Regions from separate parts of the Macaca mulatta genome. Here region 1 is linked to region 2. A link is a contact called in public Hi-C data. All regions are on one chromosome and are shown on one strand. Each heading gives the region's core, a stretch centred on a gene start, on an enhancer-like site or on the middle of the called end of the contact. The rest is flanking DNA. Distances are from core to core; before and after follow the strand shown.

Region 1 (2,700 bases), core at 131-2,630, 66 kb after region 2:
TCGTCTCGAGGGCCCTAACAGCTCAACAGTTGTGTGACGCCATTTGGCCAAGATTGCGGGGCTTTAAAATGCAGTTTGAGAGGACAGGAAGCAGGTAAGGAGAGGGAAGCCAGTCTGGAAGGAATTGAGCGGAGAATGTGGGCTAGCCTGGTTAAACACTTGTCCTTAGCTTTCACTTTTTACGCATCTAAAAAGACCATTACTCTGAAACCTTGTTCTCCCGAGAGTGCTGGGGTCTTCTCCGGACCTTCTGAGGAGCGCCGTTTAACGGCAGCAAAGTGCCCACGGAGTCCACTGGGGCTCCAACCAATTTTTTTTTTTTTTTGAAACATGGTCTCGCCCCGTCTCCAGGCTGGAGTGCAGTGGCAGGATCTCGGCTCACTGCGACCTCCGACTCCCAGGTTCAAGCGATTCTCCTGCCTCAGCCTCCCAAGTATCTGGGACTACAGGCGCCCGCCACCATGCCCTGCTAATTTTTGTATTTTTCGTAGAGACAGGGTTGTGCCATTTTGGCCAGGCTGGTCTCGAACTCCGGACCTCAGGTGATCCTCCCGCCTCGGCCTCCCAAAGTGCTGGTATTACAAGCCTGAGCCACCGTGCCCGGCCTCCAAGCACATTTTGTTTCTGTATTAGCAACAGCTGTGCTCGGCCAGAGACGGTGAAAATACACGGTTCAGAAAATGCACCTCGGTGTGAACCAAGTGTAGCTGAGGACCCTTTAACCTGGAGCGGACATCGCCACCTCATAAACTCCCGAAAGAAAGGGACACGGCGCATCCATCATGGCTGCCGGAGACAGAACAGCGAGAGGCAACGGAAAGGAAATGGCGCCGGGGCCCGCCGCCATTCTCAGCGGGCCGAGGGCTGCGGGGCGAGAGGGCTGCCGGCCCCATGTAGGAAGGCCAGCCAGGGAACTTAAGACCCTCCCGACTTCTGGCACCAGGAGGCCCTGAAACTTGATAACAATATGGAGGACGGTTATTGTCTCTGCAAAGCAACTTCCACAAGCCGGCCGCGGGGTCTGTCCCGAGATCGGAATCAGGCAAAAATCCTCTATTCTCTAAACAGAATGCGTTACGCATACTGCGCATCTTCGCAACAGCGGGCCGGCTAACGACGCAAAGAATGTTACGTCGCACCAGAAGCGCTTCCTCCCACCGCACCCCACGTTCTAGTTCAGGTGGCGCGAGAACTCTACGCTCGCTCCGTACTTTGTTTTTCTTGTACAGACCGCAAAATACGCCGATCGTCGCAACTGACGTAAAGCGCTTCCAAGAATACCCGTAGTTCCCCGCGGAGCCCTCGGGCTATTCCGAGACGCTGTTTACGTATCGTCTCCGGCGTACGTAGCGTTAAGTTGGAGCCGACTCAGCTGCGGCCGCCATTTTGTGCAGTCGCTGGGAAGGAAGGAGACGCCTAAACCGCGGCACTGCCCGGTTTGAGCGTAGCCAAACCTGCCCGCCGGCTTTGTAGCCCCGATTCTCTGTGTTTTGCTCCCGTCTCCGACGAGAGAGGCGGCGACGGTGGCGTCTGCGACGGGAGACAGCGCGTCGGAGCGAGAGAGCGCTGCGCCTGCCGCCGCCCCAACAGCGGAGGCGCCGCCGCCATCGGTCGTCACCAGACCGGAGCCGCAGGCCCTCCCGAGCCCGGCCATCCGTGCCCCGCTCCCAGATCTCTATCCTTTTGGGACCATGCGCGGAGGAGGCTTTGGGGACCGGGACCGGGATCGTGACCGTGGAGGGTAAGGGTGGGGGAGGAGAGGAGAGGCCTGGCGTGGGGGTGGGGGTGGGGGAGTTGCTTTCTGGGGAGGCCCAGCGGACTGCGGGCCTGGGAGTCCTGCTCCTGACCCCGGGAGGCGAGGCGACTCGAGGCCAGACAGCGGTTTCGTGCGCGGGCCTCGGCTCCAGGGTCACTCGGGACCCAAGGAGGGCGGCGGCTTGGCGACGCTGGGCCTCTCTTTGCGAAAGGCAGTCGTGGCGCGGCCCGGCCTCGTCTCAGCCCCGCGGGGGATCGGGAGGGGCGGCCTGGCCGCAGCAGCCCCGGCCCGGGCTTAGGCGCCTCGCCTGGCGTCCCGGCTCTCGGGCCTGGCCGCTTGGAGCGGGCCGTTTGATGTCTTCAGGCCTCGGCGTTCATCTGGAAAAACACGGATCTTCCTAAGAGAAGACTTCAGCGCAGGAAAGCTTTACATTAAATGGCAGCCTTGACGTTCTCTCCCCAGAGTTCACTGTTTAAGACACGAGACGAAAAGACCAGCTTCTCATTTTTAAAAATAGGTTTTAATCCTCTTCAGTCGTATTTTAAGTCGAAGGAAATGCATTGGGATGTAAAGCAATGGAGTTGCTTGCCATCTAAATGACCGTGTTTGGGGGAAGGATTTTTTTTGGGTCGTTAATTTAGTTTTAATATTTCGGCGTTTTTTTTCTAATTGGACTGCAGCATCAACTATTCTGCCTCGCTAGAAAGTTCTTGGTATTGTGGGCCGGGCACAGGCCTCAGGCCCGTAATCCCAACACCTTGGGAGGCCGAGGCGGGCGGATCACTAGAGGTCGGGAGTTCGAGACCAGCCTGGCCAACATGGAGAAACCCTGTCTCTACTGAAAATACAAAATTAACCTGGCTTGGTGGCGCATGTCTGTAATCCCAGCTGCTCGGGAGGCTGAGGCACGAGAATCGCTTGAACTCGGGAGGCAGAGGTTGCAG
Region 2 (2,774 bases), core at 85-2,584:
CTCTTTGCAGCTCTTCTGTAGACTGTTGATGTCTTCACCTAACGAGTTGCTCAAAAGTTCCCATAATTATTTAGGTGAGGCCTCAGAGTGAAAGCCTTTCATCACTATCCAGTTCCTTCCCCAAATGGGCATTCATTTCCATATAACAGGGACGGCTATGTTTGGGCGAAAATAACAGATTTGGAAGCACAATGGCAGTTATTTGTTGGATCTTGAAACGATCCACCTGTTGGGGGCGGGGGAGCGTCCTACACAAAAATGCCAACTGCTATTGTGGGAATGTTTTGCTATTTATTCCAGCAAAATGATTCAGACAGAAAAAACAAAAAAGGATCGCCCTGTACTAGGTCTTGAACCCAAAGAACTGTTTGCACAGAGATTCATCCAAGATACATCACAGCCTCCACCTCGGCAGCTGCTCTCTCAAATGTTTCCTGACTCTCCTCAAGTCAGTCTCCGCGTGAGGGGAGGAGGAGGACGCTGCCAGCGATGGCGCTGCTGGCACGAAGGCTGGCCTGCGACTTCTATTTAAAAGCCGAACCAAAATATACTTGGCGTCTGTGGTCTATTTAAAACTTCAAGTTAAGACAGAGAAAAAAATTACTCTCCATCCTGAATGGGCCTTGGGTATCTCAATCACAGACAAGAGTGGCAAATGGTGAGAGTCAGAAAGTGGGAAATTAGGAACGCTGAGGGAGCACGGCCAAACTCTGAAGCCAGGCATGAAAACCCGGAGGCGAAAGAGAAGTCACGGGCAGCGGCGGCGGGGGGAAAGGGGCCCGGATTCGACCTTCTAACCCAAGGCTCCATCTGCGACCCTCGCGACCAAGACCTATTGCCAACGTCAGCCACCTCTGCTCAGCGCCCCTCCCCCGATTCAAGGCGTCCTCCTCAGAACCCTTGCCTCAGGGTCCTCTCCCGGACTTTAGCGAGGTGCTCAGTTCGAGGGACGCCCCAGCTCAACGGTCTCCTCCCTTCAAGGCCCCGCTCCTCAGGGCGCTCCCTCCACAGCGCCCCTCCCTCACTCCCTCACCTCAGCGCGCCACGCGCCGGAGGCTCCTCTTGGTTTCCCGCCCCTCAGTCCTCGCCCCGCCCCCTCGCCCTGCGCCCTGCCCCGACTCTCCCCTCGCTACGCCCCCTGCAGGCCACGCCCTCTGGTTCCCCCAACTGTGAGCCCGCTCTTCCCCCGCCCCTCCTTCTTCGCCCCGCCCCCATAGCTCCCCTCCCCGCGTCGCCCCCTGTGGGCCCGCCCGCTCCCCGCCCTTCCACCCTCACCTCGCCTCCTCAGGCTGCGCCCCGCCCCGGCCCCTTGGTCCTCGCCCCGCCTTCCTCATTTGGCGCCAAATCCTGTGGTCAACGGCGCGCGGGTTTCCAGGCTCCGCGTTCTGGGCCCGAGTTAGAATCCTGTCAGCTGAGGACTGGAAAGGTCGGGCGGGGGCAGAGGGGCTTCACCTTGAAAATCTCGGGGAGACTGTGGGTACGAGGGGGGTAAGTGGCATAAACGGACAGCGTGCGAAGACTGAGCGGACGCTCGTTTTGAGAAGGCGCGCTTCCCTTTCTCGCTCTTTTTTTTGGGGTTCCCGGGCTAGCGACTCTGAGCGTTCCGCTCCGACCCCTGGGGAGGAATTTTAGTGACCTTGAGGGATTTCCAACCTCCTTATTTTCAATCTAATCGGACCTAAGTCTAGGAGAGCCCGCCTCATCCTCCTGACCAGGGAATCCCCTGTCAGGAAAATGTCCGGCGGCCGCACGGGGTCTGCCCAGGCCTCCTGTTGAGGGAGGCGTCGAGGGCGACCCGACCGCGCTGCTGCCCCCACCAGAGGGGACAGCTGGGTGGTCTTAAACCGGGGGATTGGGGAGCCCTGCCTTCAAGCCAACCGTTCAGTCCATCGACGGCTCTTTGAGAGATGGGGGACAATCTTTTCATTTCATCACGGGGAGAAGAAATGGATGTTTTTTTCTTCGATGGGGGCAGTAAATGTGGAATTGGGGTACTCATAGCTAGCCATCTGAAGGACAGTGTCCCCGAAGATCCCATCCGAACGGTCTCGGTTGCCTTCCATCCTTTGCGGTTTGAGGTGCTGGGTGGTAGGACCCTGCTCCTGCCTTCGTATTAATAGTTCGTTCCCTTTGTTCTAAGGTCCAACCCCTGACTTTGGTATCAAATGAGGAAATGGAATCGACCAAGAAAAATGATTATTTGTACCGCATTTTATTGTAATAAACACAATCACGCCTTGTGGATTCCTGAGATTTCTCTTTGGGTCTACAATGTTAAAAACTTTAACTGCTTATCAGCCTTACTATAATATTATGATCCACCAATTTTTTTTTTTTTTTTTTTTTTTTTTTTTTTTTTTTGAGACTGAGCCTCTTACTGTCGCCCAGGCTGGAGTGCAGTGGCGCAATCTCGGCTCACCGCAACCTCCGCCTCCCAGGTTCAAGCGATTCTCCTGCCTCAGCCTCCCAAGTAGGTGGGATTACAGGCGCCCACCACCATGCCCGGCTAATTTTTTTTGTATTTTTAGTAGAGACGGGGTTTGGCCAGGCTGGTCTCGAACTCCTGACCTTGTGATCTGCCCTTCTTGGCCTTCCAAAGTGCTGGGATTACAGGCAGTGAGCCGCCGCGCCCGGCCCACCATATTTTTAAATCTTAAAAAAAATCATGAAACTAGTAAATACTGTGAAAGAAAGTATAGCTAATGTTCTATGAAACAAAAAGGTAGGTGTTACAGGAGTACCCATTCATAATCAGCAGACAGGAAGGCATTCAT

The links. Hi-C and Micro-C count contacts between places; a contact is called where the count stands out from the background.
Region 1: a contact with region 2 is called in a Hi-C map of liver, with 2.2 times the contacts expected there. The contact joins the promoter of DDX17 here to the promoter of DMC1 in region 2. A contact is called at or near these places in 3 of 14 Hi-C or Micro-C datasets (CD4 T cells, cortical neurons and liver).

What each region holds. Positions count from the first base shown.
Region 1 is chr10:13,027,680-13,030,379 of T2T-MMU8v2.0, forward strand. DDX17 (DEAD-box helicase 17) reads left to right here and starts at 1,381. Exons shown (of 13, transcript NM_001435961.1): 1 at 1,381-1,741. The coding sequence starts at 1,455.
Region 2 is chr10:12,961,572-12,964,345 of T2T-MMU8v2.0, forward strand. It overlaps DMC1 (DNA meiotic recombinase 1), which reads left to right and starts at 1,335. Exons shown (of 14, transcript XM_001094012.5): 1 at 1,335-1,488.